Linked DNA regions of Oryctolagus cuniculus: region 2 is linked to region 1. A link is a contact called in public Hi-C data. All regions are on one chromosome and are shown on one strand. The core of a region is the stretch at or near the end of the contact, and the rest is flanking DNA. Distances in the headings are between cores, read along the strand shown.

Region 1 (6,367 bases), core at 3,187-5,686:
GCTGCTCCACTTCCAATCCTGCTCCCTGCTAATGTGCTTGGGAAAGCAATAGAGAATTGCCCAAGCGCTTGGGCCCCTGTCACCCACCTGGGAGACCTGGATGGAGTTCCAGGCTCTTGGCTTTGACATGGCCCCGCACTGGCTGTTGCCGCCATTCGGGAAGTGAGCTAGATGATAGGTGATCTCTCTCTCTCTCTCTCTCTCTCTCTGCCTGCCTTTCACATAAATAATAATTTTTTTTATTTACTTATCTTTAAATTTTTTAAATTATTTATTTGAGAGGTAGAGTTACAGAAAGTGAGAGGGAGGACAGAAAGAAAGGTCTTCCATCCGTTGGTTCAATCCCCAAATGGCCACAACAGCTAGAGCTAGGCCAATCCTAAGCCAGGAGCCAGGGGCTTCTTCTGGGTCTCCCATACAAGTTCAGGGGCTTGGCCCATCTTCCACTGCTTTCCTAGGCCATAGCAGAGAGTTGGATCAGAAGAGGAGCAGCTGGGATGCGAACTGGCACCCATATGGGGTGCCAGCACTGCAGACAGAGGATTGACCTACTGTGCCAAAGTGCTGGCCCCAGAAAATCTTTTCTTAAATGAAGGGAATGACCATGATACAGTTTGTGGAATCTTTAGGGAATAAGAGCAGTGGACCCATCTGGCTGCCACAAGCAAGGCTGACACAGTCTGATGACCTAAGATTCAAAGCCAGAGACTTTAGAGAAGAGAAACAGACTGTCTCCTCCAGACGCAGGGACAGGCAGGAATTGTGTGTGGGAGGCATGGTGCATTAAAGGAAAACCAGGCTCATGAGGACTGTGAGGAGGATGTTGGAGGTGACAGCCAGAGTGGCCCAGACCTTGACTGGCGCTAGGGTCCGTGAGATAGAGGCTCCCTCAGTATTGCTCTATACCTGGAGTGGAGCAGATGCTTAGTCCATCTCTGCACAATGGTAAATGAACGAATGGCTCTCTGGCACTGAAACTAGGATGAGGGCATTTCTTATCACACAGTCACTCACAGAGTGTCCTAGGCCAACCCCATGTCTGAATGTAGAGGTTCTGCTATGAGTCAAATGTCCTCACCAAAACTTGTGTTGGGATTTCAGCCCCATTGTGAGGTATTAAGAGGGAGGAGAGCTAACCAGACGATGGAATTTAAAGCTGGGAACACTGGGAGATAACTGAGGTCAAATGAGGCCATAGAGGTGGTGCCCAGATGCAACGGGACAGTGGCTTTGTACAAAAAGCAAGAGAGATGGTGCCCTGCGCTGCTTTGAGTCTACACAGAATCCCCAGCAGCAAGGACTTTCCACAGTGGAGCTGCCTGACCTTGACCTCCAGGCCTTTAGACTCATGAGCCGCACGCTTCTTTTATTCCTTATAAATTAATCTGTGGTATTCAGTGAAAGCAACAGGAAACAGACTGAGACAGGCTTTAACTTGTAGCACACAAAGTCTAAGCTGATCCAGGAAGCAGGGAGGGCCCTACAGTGTGGGTTCCAGGTGAGTGTTGGCCTGTTGAAGTTGTACAAATGTCGTCTTTGGGCAGAGGTCCTGGAGGCACAGGAATCATAGTGTAATATAGGGTCTGGTGTTTTTAGTCTCATGTTTTGGCCATCTGAATAATTAGAACAATTGCAATGTCCTCTGGGTACAGGGCTTGCACAAAATGCATAGTGTAGACCTGATATCCCACATTTTAGCTAGGTTTTGGCACTAGTAGAAGTTTTAAAACATGGCTACAAATTCTTTACACGTCTATCATCAAAAGATGGGGTATAGGGTTCTCCTTCCTGTGGGTAGGGTCATGATGGCTTCCATCAAGAGAGTAGGGTTAGGGGCTGGCATTGTGACACATCTGGTTAAGCCACTGCCTTCAACCCTGGCATCCCATATCAGTGCAGCCATTTGGGGAGTGAACCAGTGGCTTCCTCTGTCTCTCTCTCTCCTCTGTCATTCAGCCTTTCAAATAAAGGAAATCTTTAAGAGAGGGAGAGAGGGAGAAGGGTGAGGTGGAGCTATGCCATGTCATCTTGCTCACTGGAATGCTAACTCCTGGAGCCCTGAGCTGCCATGTGTGACTTCCGTGAAGCCAAGGCTGCCATGGAGAAGTCTTGTTGAGACGTTCTGGTCTGCAGCCCCAGTCTCCACGTCCCCTCCTTGTGGGCGGCACCTATGTGAGTGCTTGAGCCTTCAGATCAGAAGTTGGCCAAGGTGTCTGTGTCACAACTTCTCAGTCCTACTGTACAGCACAAAGTAGTCGTAGACAATACAAACCTGAACGGCTGTGTTCCGCTAACACTTCCATGCAAAGCCAGGTAGTAGGCTCATAGCTTGTAGTTTGTTGGCCCTTGTTTTCTATAATTCTAGGCCACAACTACTTGAGCCTAAAAACACAGAGACAACTGATCTACCCTGTGCTCCACCCATATCTCTGATCACAGCATCCATGAATCTAACAGAATGGCTGGTGTTTTGCTCCCACACAGCAACAGGTAACTAAAAGCGTATTGCATAAGGCAGGCCTTTGAGCCAGCACGATTTGAGCAGAGACTTGAAGAAGGAAAACTAATCAGGAAGGTGTGTGTCTGGGGAAAGAGCATTCATGCAGAAGGAGCAGTCAATGTAAGGCCCAATGTGAAAGGGTGCTTGAGGTGTGTGTGCACAAAGCAAGGAAAGCATTGATTGGCTCTGCTGAAATGCCCAGCAAGCTTCCTCATCTACACAGGCTGTGCAGGCAAGGCCTGACCATCGTCTGACCCGAATCTTAGCTGTTGCCTTGTGATTCCTCCTGGAGCAGGGCTATGGGAACCTGGTGAGGAGCCACTGGGAGGCAGTCCCATATCCCTGCTGTAGGGTAGATTGCCACAAGTCTCTCCCTCCCCTATCACGAAGCACCGCACTTTTTATTTTTGATATTTTTTATTTGGAAGAGTTATACAGAGAGAGATTCACACACACACACACACACACAGAGAGAGAGAGAGAGAGAGAGAGGGATCTTTCATCCACTGGTTCACTCCCCAGATGGCCACAACAGCTGGGGCTAGGCCAGGCCAAAGTCAAGAGCCAGGAGCTGCATCCAGGTCTCCCACGTAGATGGCAGGGACCCAAGCACTTGGGCCATCTTCTCTGCTTTCCCAGGTGCATTGGCAGGGAGCTGGATCCGAAGTGGAGCAGCGGGACTGGAACTGGTGCTCATATGGTATCCCAGGCAGATACCTAACCTGCTTGCTGCCCCCAAACACAGGACTGTCCCCCTCCTTTCCTCCATCTCGCCCTGCACTCCCTCCCCTTCCTCCTCCCAAGGATACAGCTTCAGGCTCCGGAGAAGTCTCTCAAACTGCCTGGCTGTAGTTTGAAGTGCGCTGCTCGGCAGCAGAGGGCCTCACTGCTCCGGGAATCTGTGCATCGGGCCCCTTGTGGTTTGGTGCCACCCTGTGGGACTAGGGAGGCAAGGCGCTGACACCACGCTGACTTTGCTTCTGCTCTCGGTGTAATGTATAAAACCCTAGTCCATCCAGACCCACCTGGAGGTCAGGGGACTGCCTGACAAGGGAGCAGGGCAGATGGAGACCAGGTCACGTGGGACCCTGGAGGCCACCGACAGGGCTCTGGCCCTTGGCAGCGAAAGCCGGAGCCTGACGTGTCTGGGAAGTCTGCAGGAGAGGAGTGACAGGAGCTGGCTCATGCCGTCCGAGGAGCGAAGTCTAATGCATCCGTTCTAACAAGAGTTCCATTAAGAAAGCAGGAGTGGAAGTTGTCCCATTGGTAAACGTGGCTCACATTTCCGTTGGGATTCGCTGTCTCTGCCGCTGCTCCCTGCGCCCCTCCACCTTCTGGCGGCCCCCCAGCAGAGCCTGCTCCGCATCTGCTCCTTGCGTGAGGTCCCCTCGCTACCTCTCACCCTTCCACAGGAGGCCCTCGACGCCAGGGCCGGCGCACCCTCTGCGGTTCCCGGGAGGCGCTCCGCGGGAGAGCAGTGCATCCAGAACGCAGCCCGCAGCGTTGCTGCCTGGGTTTTGCGCGCCCTCACAGCAGGGATTGCGGGGGTGCTGCGGCCCCTAAACCGCCGGACAGTCCAGGGATTTTGGGAGCCGCCTCCAGTCCCGTCCACGGTCTCTGCTCCCCTCACTCCACCACAAGCCTCCCTCCCCTTTACCTCTCTCCCGCTCCCTCTCCTCTCGACTCTCTCTCCCCTCTCCTGCTCCCTGCTCCGCACCCCCACCCCCGGTAGGACCGTCAGGCAGTCGGCCCCTCCCCTGCTCTCCAGCGCCCCCCCCCCCCCCCCCCGCTCCCCGCGGCGCCCGCACTCCCAGCGCTCAACCTCCAGTAACCTTCGCTTAACCCGGGCTCGGCCCCCGGCCCGCCCCGGCCCGCCCCACTCCAGCTCCAGCCGTTTCCTTCCCCTCCCTCCGTGTCCGCCTCCCCGCCCCCTCCCCGCCCCAACCTGCTCGGGTCCGCCCGGCCCCTGCCCCTGGCCCGCCCCTTCCAGCCCCCCGGCGCCTCCAGCCGGCGGCTTGGCGCGGCCACTCCGGCGCCTGCTTACCCGGGCTGTTCGGCTGGCGCGTTTGGCCGGCTACCGGGCAGGTTCGGGACGTCAGTCTGTCCGTCGATCTGGACGGAGTTTCCAGATCGCGGCGCCAGGATGGGGCTGGCGCCGCTGCCGCTATTCCTGGGGCTCTTCCTCCGCGCGCTCTGGAGAGAAGGTGAGCTCGCAGACCCGGGGCCGGGGGCCGGGGGCCGGGGGCTCGCGGCTGGGAGCTCGTGGAGCGCACCGGGCTGCTGGGCGAGTTTGCAAACATCCCCGCCCCGCAACGGTGCGAGGGAGTGAGGCGCTGGGGAGCCCACGCAATCGCCGCCCGCGGCCCCTCCGGCGAGTGTCGCGAGGGCACCCAGGCTGGATCTGGGGCGCGCGTTCCGGCGGGCGCCGAGGGCTCCCCTTCTCCGCGGTGGAGAAATCGAGCTCGGCCTGGCGCACCGCACGTCCAGCAGTTTTCGGCTGTGGAGAGCCGAGGAGGTGGCGGGGTCTGGTCCGGAATCAGAACTTTGCCCGAGACCGCGCAGCGCAGTTGCGCCCGGAGTTTTGGGGGCTCTACGCGGGTCTCCGGTGTGTGGGGGGGGGCTAGAGCTGCGGGTCCGCCAGGGCTGGCCGCGCAGGACAGCGGTGGCCCCCTCTGCAGAGGCACGCTGGGAGTGTGGGGGCCCGGAAAAGGGGCGCATTCTTTTCGCCCCTGTCGCGGCGGAGCAGAACCTAATGTGCTTGGGCAGCGTCTAGGTGCACCGCGAGCCGCGGCGGGTCGTCACAGGCGCTTCAGTCTGAGATCCGGACTGACCATCGGCGGCGGCGAAGGCGGGGAAGGCGGGGACCTTTCGCACCCACAGCTTGTTGGGAGCGTGGGTGATCCGCAGAGTTCAAGTCGGAGCGCTTCTTGGGAAGCTGGGAGGAACTTGCTGGAAACTTTCCCCCAAAGGAAAAGCAATGGGAAGAAGGAATGGTAAAGAAACACATCCCAAGTGCTTTTAACTGACACGTTTCGGTTGGCACCCAGAATGGGGCTTTTGTCTCTTTTGTCCACGAATGTGGTTAAGTAGCTTCCACCTATTCCATTCATAGATGTTTTGTAAGAATACCTGGAAAGTTCAGTTGGTACTCACGCAATTTAGATTTTTTTTTACCCTTTGAATTTTTTTTTCCTTTGTAAACTCATTTGTTCAAATGAAAAAGTTCTGAACAATACAAGGTCTTTTGCACATTAAATTACATAATAAGTCACATAAATTACATAAACAGTTTATAATTGGGGGCAACATAACAATTTGCAACAAACATCAGGAGCCAAAACCAAGCAAAGAACTAAAGCTGCTCTGTTCTCTCCCTCCCTCCCTCCCTCACCAAACCCTCAGAAATTCCTCGGCATTCCTGCCAGGTCCGTTTTTATAAATCTGCTGCAAAGCTGTTAGTTTTCGCTGCCACTCATGTGCTGAAAAATTAGCGGACAAGGAATGAGAACAATCGTGTCGGTGAAGGATGTTTAAAAGTTGCCTGTCTTTATTCTCTAGTTTTTTTTTTTTTTTAAGCTGCAGTAAAGAACTTTTGTAGATGACAATCAGCCATATTCCTGTGATCATGAAAAACCTTCTCACAGGTCCACTCAGCAGGAAGAAGGAAAAGTTTCTCCAATTTTCCTTCTACCTTTTGCTTTTTTATCACGAAGTTTACCTGTGAGCTGTCTGCCAGTGAGTGTTCCCTCTTGCCTTGTAAAAAGCTGAAAGAATGGAATTCTCATTGGCAGAATTAGAAGTGAGAGTCCTGGAGAAAGTGGCTAAAAATGACCCTAAATAGTTAGAGTCTAAAATAACTCTAAAAAG
Region 2 (6,200 bases), core at 351-2,850, 120 kb after region 1:
ATCTCCAGCGTGAACCAGCTGCTCTTACTGTGAAAACGTTCTGAGGGTTTGAAAAGAGCCTGTATTGTTACAAGAAATGCAAGCATTACATTTATTGGTGAAAGGGAAAAAAAAGTTACATCTGATAAAGATAATTTATACTGTTAAAAACTTTTGAGTGGTCATTTAAAAAAAAAATCAATAAAAAATTTTTATTACCTACCTGTGCAAACCAAGTGTCTTGTTGATGGTGACTACCAAGAATTTGAAGGACTCATTAGTATTTTTTTTAAACTTTTTGTTTATTTATGTTCATTTATTTGAAAGACAGAGAGACAGAGATCTTCCAGCTGTGGGTTCACCGCAGCCAGAGCTGGGTCAGACTGAAACCCGGGGTCCGCAATTCAATCCAGGTCTCCCATGTGGGTGGCAGGGACCCAAATACTTGAGCCATCACCTGCCGCCTCCCAGGCTGTGCATTAGCAGCGAGCTGGGTCCAAGGCGGAGCTGGGACTGGAATCCAGGCACTCTGATAGGGGCCTGGGAGTCACAAGCAGCCTCTGAATGCTGCAGCAAATGCCCACCCCCACTGGGAGTGTTTTTATCCTTTATACCCAGGCTGTACCCAAGACTCCAACTGCATGGGGCTGGCAAGGGAGAGCCCAGGCTTTATAGGATGACTCCAGTGTGTGCCAAGGCCAAATGTTGAGGCTCCCTGGACTGGACACAGGTGAGGGCTGTCACACCGCAGGCTGGGCAGATTCTTTGTTTTCCTTTAAGTGTTATGTGACAGAAGGTGAGGCAGATGGAGGTCTTCTATCTGTTGATTCATTCTGCAAATGTCTGCATGTGGGCCAGGCCAAAGCCAGGAGCCTGGGGGAGCTCCATCCTGGTCTCCCACAAGGGTGGCAGGGGCCCAAGCACTGGAGCCAGGGGTCTGGAACTGAATCTGGGTCTCCCACATGGGTAGCAACGACCCAAGTGCTTGTGCAATAACAAGATCAGAAGCACTGGGATCGGAAGCAGTGGGACTGGACCCCAGGTATCTCAAACAGCTGCTGGGTGCAGGAGTGGGCAGCTTCCCTCCTCTCCCATCCGTCTTGTCCCGGGGTGATGTGAGCCTCCTGCCCCTTTCCCCCATATGTGGGACTGGGAAGTCCGGTTTGCTCACTATCTTCTATGCAACCTGAGGAGGGCTGAGAGCCTGGGCCTGCTGTGCCATAGCAGGTGTAAGAGCTGAGACATCAACAAACCCAGCAGAACGCGTCCCTTCCTCTGGCACACGGCCACGTGCCAGGCGTTGGTTACAACAAGTGCAGTTGGAGGCGGTAGAGCTGACGACCTTGCTCAGCACCTGCAAATCTCGCTGAGGACTTTGGAACTCCAGCATTCTTCTCGGCCACGTCTGAATGTTTGACAGCTTGGAAAGAGCTAGCACAGATGATCCAGCCATTGGCAGACTCTGGTACTGACTTCTGAGCCGTCCACTGAAAATAGCTCTTCAGATTCTGTTTCCTGTAAACTCGAGTTACTTTTGTAAGTGGCTCTAAGGAGCAAAGAGTGGAGGAGGAGAGAAAACAGGAAGAAACAAGTCGAGTCATTGTCTTGAGCCAGGCTGGGACTGGTGCTGGGAGGTCAGGAGGACAAGGAAATAAACAAGTAGCAGAAGCACTCGTGACCCACAGGATGAGTGAGACTAACTGCCTGGCTCGCTCTCTCTCTCTCTCTTTTTCTTCCCTCCCTCTCCTCTCCTTCTGTCTCCTATTTCTTGCATTGCTTTCTGAACAGAAGGAAGAAGCAAGGAGCAGGGTTTGGAAACCCTGGAGAGCTCTGCCACCTGTGCTGGCCGCAGGGCCCAGGGCAGGGACCCGGCTGGAGCCAGTCCTGCCCTATCTCCTTAGGCAATCTCTGCAGGTCAACTGACTTTCCTTGAGCCCCCCCCCCTTTCCTCAAGTGTACAGTGAACAGATCAGTGCTCTCTCCTGCAACAAACAAGCACCTTGGGTAAAGAATAGGACCAGGGGCCAGCGTTCTGGTGCAGCGGGTTAAGCCACCACCTGTGACACCAGCATCCCGGCTGTTCCAGCTCCCTGCTAATGCACCTGGGAAGGCAGCGGAAGCTGGCCCAAGTGTTTGTGGCCCCTGCCACCCATGTTGCAGATCCGGATGGAGTCCTGGGCTCCTGGCCTCAACCTGGCCCCAGCCCCAGCCCCAGGCCCAGCTGTCGCTGGGAGTAAACCAGCAGATGGAAGACCTCTCGTGTAGTGCAAACCTACCCACGTTTGTCATATTAGAAATACTTTCGGGTTAGGCCTTCAGCTCATAGTTGAGATTCCCACGATCCACATTGAAGGGCCTTCGCAGCTCCAGCTCCTCACTCCCAGTGCTGATTGTGTCATCAACTCCCTCCAAAAACAACACAAATTAATTCAGCCATAAAATCTAAAAAGACAGGGGGAGTTCTGCTTCGGCCGGTGCTGCGCACAGTGGGGGAGTTCAGTGTGAGGGAGGGCGGTCCTCAGCCGTCACCACAGGCAGCTCCTGGCCGTCTCATCCTGGGCTTGAATTCCTGATGCTGGCCCCAGTGCCTCCCCCACCACCCCAGTTGGGCTTTGCCAACAGGATACAGGGACGTGAGGAGGGTCTCCGAGCCATCCCAGAACAAGGAGATTCTCTCTCTCCTTGTCTGGCCTCCAAGTCCGCCAGACCGAGCAGAGGTCCCCACTCGGGAAATGGGCCAAACCACAGTCTGGTATCTCCCAGGTCAGGCTGGTCCTGATTCATAAAAGTCAAGTCCTTTTTAACTTCTGGTCAATGACAACAGCCAGTTGGAACTTCTGCTGAGTCTGTGGGAAAATAACTGACCCCCCAAACAAACCAGCTACAGCAGCAACTTAACTTCTCTAAAGACACCTACTCACTTTGCTTGACGAGTGGGAAAACGGGAAGCTCTGTTTTCTTTAGGGCACATTTCAGTAAGGCACCGTGTTCCTATGTTGAGATTTCATTTTCTCTCTTTTAAAGTTCCAGACAAGAACAACAGCAAAACGACCATCCTACTGGACTTGGAAGACCATGTTTAATTACTTAACTCATTGGTAGCTGAATGTGATGATTATTTCTAGAAACTGTAACCACAGGCTGCTACATTAGAATATTTTCATGACAGTATCTTTTATTACAATGGGATTTGGTATATAGATCTTTTAAAGCAAAACTTGAGAATTCTCTGTAGTTATTCTTTTTTTTTCTTTTGACAGGCAGAGTGGACAGTGAGAGAGAGAGACAGAGAGAAAGGTCTTCCTTTGCCGTTGGTTCACCCTCCAATGGCCGCCGCAGCTAGCGCACTGCGGCTGGCGCACCGTGCTGATCCGAAGGCAGGAGCCAGGTACTTCTACGGGGGGTGCAGGGCCCAAGTACTTGGGCCATCCTCCACTGCACTCCCTGGCCACAGCAGAGAGCTGGCCTGGAAGAGGGGCAACCGGGACAGAATCCGGCGCCCCGACCGGGACTAGAACCCGGTGTGCTGGTGCCGCAAGGCGGAGGATTAGCCTAGTGAGCCGCGGTGCCAGCTGTAGTTATTCTTTCTCCTCCTAAAGAGCATGGTGACACACCTTCTTAGTAGCAACATATTCCAATCCTTTGCCCACTTTTAAATTGGGTTATTCTTTTATTGTTGAATTGTAAGATATTTTATATATTCAGGATATATATCCCTTTTTATAGAGCCTGACACTCTGTATTTTGATGACAATGATTAACCCACTCAGATTCAGTAACCTACTCACCCCTGGCTGCACAGCAAGCTTCATGAATAAAAGACCAACTTGTAAGCTCCCTGAACTTGGAATATATTCTATAAGTTGCCGATAGACACTTCAGCAATACGTGGAAGTCTTCCTGGCTAAAGAGACTTAAACACAACATTTGACCAACCACGGGCTTAGTAAAATGCTGTGTTGACCTAGGGGTGCCAAGTATAATTCTGAAAAAGCAACTGAGCAGGGATATCAGTGATCAAACACTACAGCAGAAACACAAGCTTCAGAATTCATTAAAGCAAGTCACTAAACAAACAAGCATACCCACTCGCTCCGGGAAAGGAGCACATCGGAGTAGATAAGATATGATCTCAGTTTTGACCAAAATACTTGAGGCACAGGCATTTGGCTTAGTGGTTCGGAAGCTCATGTTCCATCTCCGGGTGGCTGGGTGTGACACCCAGCTCTAGTTCCTGAATCCAACTTAATGCAGATCCTGGGAGGGCTCAAGTAATTGGATTCCTGCTACCCACAGGGGAGACCTAGATTCTTGGCTCCTGGCTCTGGAACCACTGTTGCAGATATCTAGGGAGTGAAACAGTAGATGGGAGAGCTGTCTCTGTATTTCTACGCTTGATTAAATAAACTAACTAATTGAAAATATATGAGGGGCCGGCGCTGTGGCATAGCAGGTTAAAGCCCCGATCTGCAGTGCCAGCATCCCATATAGGTGCCAGTTTTAGTCCTGGCTGCTCCACTTCCAATCCAGCTCTTTGCTATGGCCTGGGAAAGCAGTAGAAGATGGCTTAGGTCCTTGGGTCCCTGCACCTACATGGGAAACCCAGAAGAGGCTCCTGGATCCTGGCTTCAGATCAGCTCAGCTCTGACCGATGCAGCCATCTGGGGAGTGAACCATCGGATGGAAGACCTCTCTCTCTCTCTCTCTCTCTCTCTCTGCCTCTCTGTAACTCTGCCTCTCAAATAAATAAATAAATATTTTTTAAAAAATATATGAGACATGCAGGAAAATATTAGTCAATAGAAAGTGTCTCTGGGCCGGCGCTGTGGCTCAATAGGTTAATCCTCCACCTAGCGGCACTGGCACAGTGGGTTCTAGTCCCGGTCGGGACGCCGGATTCTGTCCCGGTTGCCCCTCTTCCAGGCCAGCTCTCTGCTGTGGCCTGGGAAGGCAATGGAGGATAGCCCAAGTGCTTGGGCCCTGCACCCCATGGGAGACCAGGAGAAGCACCTGGCTCCTGCCTTCGGATCAGCGCAGTGCGCCGGCTGCAGCGCGCCAGCTGTGGCGGCCATTGGAGGGTGAACCAATGGCAAAGGAAGAACTTTCTCTCTGTCTCTCTCTCTCACTGTCTAACTCTGCCTGTCAAAAAAAAAAAAAGTGTCTCTGAAGAGGCCTAAAAGCTGAATTTAGCAATTACTACATTATAAAGAGGTCTCTACTGGGACCGGCACTGTGGCACAGCAGGTTAAGCTGCTGCCTATAGCTCAGGCATCTCCTATGGGCGCTAGCTCAAGTCCTGGCTGCTCCATTTCTGATCCAGCTCCCTGCTAATGTGCCTAAGAAAGCAGCAGAAAATGGCCCAAGTCCTTTTTTTATTTTAAGATTTATTTATTAATTTGAAAGGCAGAGTTACAGAGAGAGAGAGATCTTCTATCCTCTGGTTCACTTCCCAGATGGCCGCAATGACTGGAACGGGGCCAGGCCGCAGCCAGAGCCAGGAGCTTCTGGATCTCCCGTGTCTGTGGCAGGGGCCCAAATACTTGGGCCGTCTTCCGCTGGCTTCCCAGGTATATTAGCAGGGAGCTGGATTGGAAGAGGAGCGGCCAGGACTCAAATTTGAGCCCATATGGGAAACCTCTAGGAAACAGCACCAGCCCCAAGATGGCCCAAATTATTGCATTTTTAAACTGAAGTGAAAACTCACTAGAGGGACACAACAACAGATGTGAGTTGGCAAAAAAGAGAAAATTGACAAACTTGATAGATCACTGGAGATAATCTAAGCTGATCTAATCTAAAGTACAGCAGGAGAAAGAATAGAGAGCAGCCACATTGTATGCAGCACCAAGAAATTACGTTAAAATAAGCCGTTGGTGCTCACAGAGTTAAAGCAGGAACCTGCATTCCCTGGAGCTGCTCAGGCTGTGGGGTAATGCAATTTTGGTTTTTCAAACCCCAAATTATGGCCCTTTAATTGTAAGTCCTGTGGGCCAGGGCCCTCAAGCTCGAGTCCAGGGAAGGCATTTGATCGCTAGCTCTGAGGCTGCTCAGAGCCCCAGCAGCCTCTGCGCGCTCGGCTGATGGCCTTCACCGTGGTATTAACCGGCGTCAGCAAAACGTGCGAGTCGGAGCATTCTGATGCGTGTTCGCCAAGAGAAAAGGCTTCGTCTGGAGCCATCTGTCCCCTCCTCTGACTCGTGTGGGACAGCAGGTCCTACACT

The links. Hi-C and Micro-C count contacts between places; a contact is called where the count stands out from the background.
Region 2: a Hi-C map of an unstated tissue shows a contact between it and region 1, with 4 times the contacts expected there. The contact joins the enhancer-like site here to the promoter of MERTK in region 1. A contact is called at or near these places in 3 of 6 Hi-C or Micro-C datasets (ear pinna, psoas muscle and an unstated tissue).

What each region holds. Positions count from the first base shown.
Region 1 is chr2:113,128,947-113,135,313 of mOryCun1.1, forward strand. MERTK (MER proto-oncogene, tyrosine kinase) reads left to right here and starts at 4,437. Exons shown (of 19, transcript XM_008254044.3): 1 at 4,437-4,704. The coding sequence starts at 4,644.
Region 2 is chr2:113,251,146-113,257,345 of mOryCun1.1, forward strand. MERTK (MER proto-oncogene, tyrosine kinase) reads left to right here. Exons shown (of 19, transcript XM_008254044.3): 19 at 1-201. Among named protein-coding and RNA genes, the nearest start is that of TMEM87B, 21 kb to the right of the region's middle. Within about 2 kb of position 1,601, at least 1 of the 8 cell types and tissues checked has an H3K27ac peak or open chromatin away from gene starts, as enhancers often do.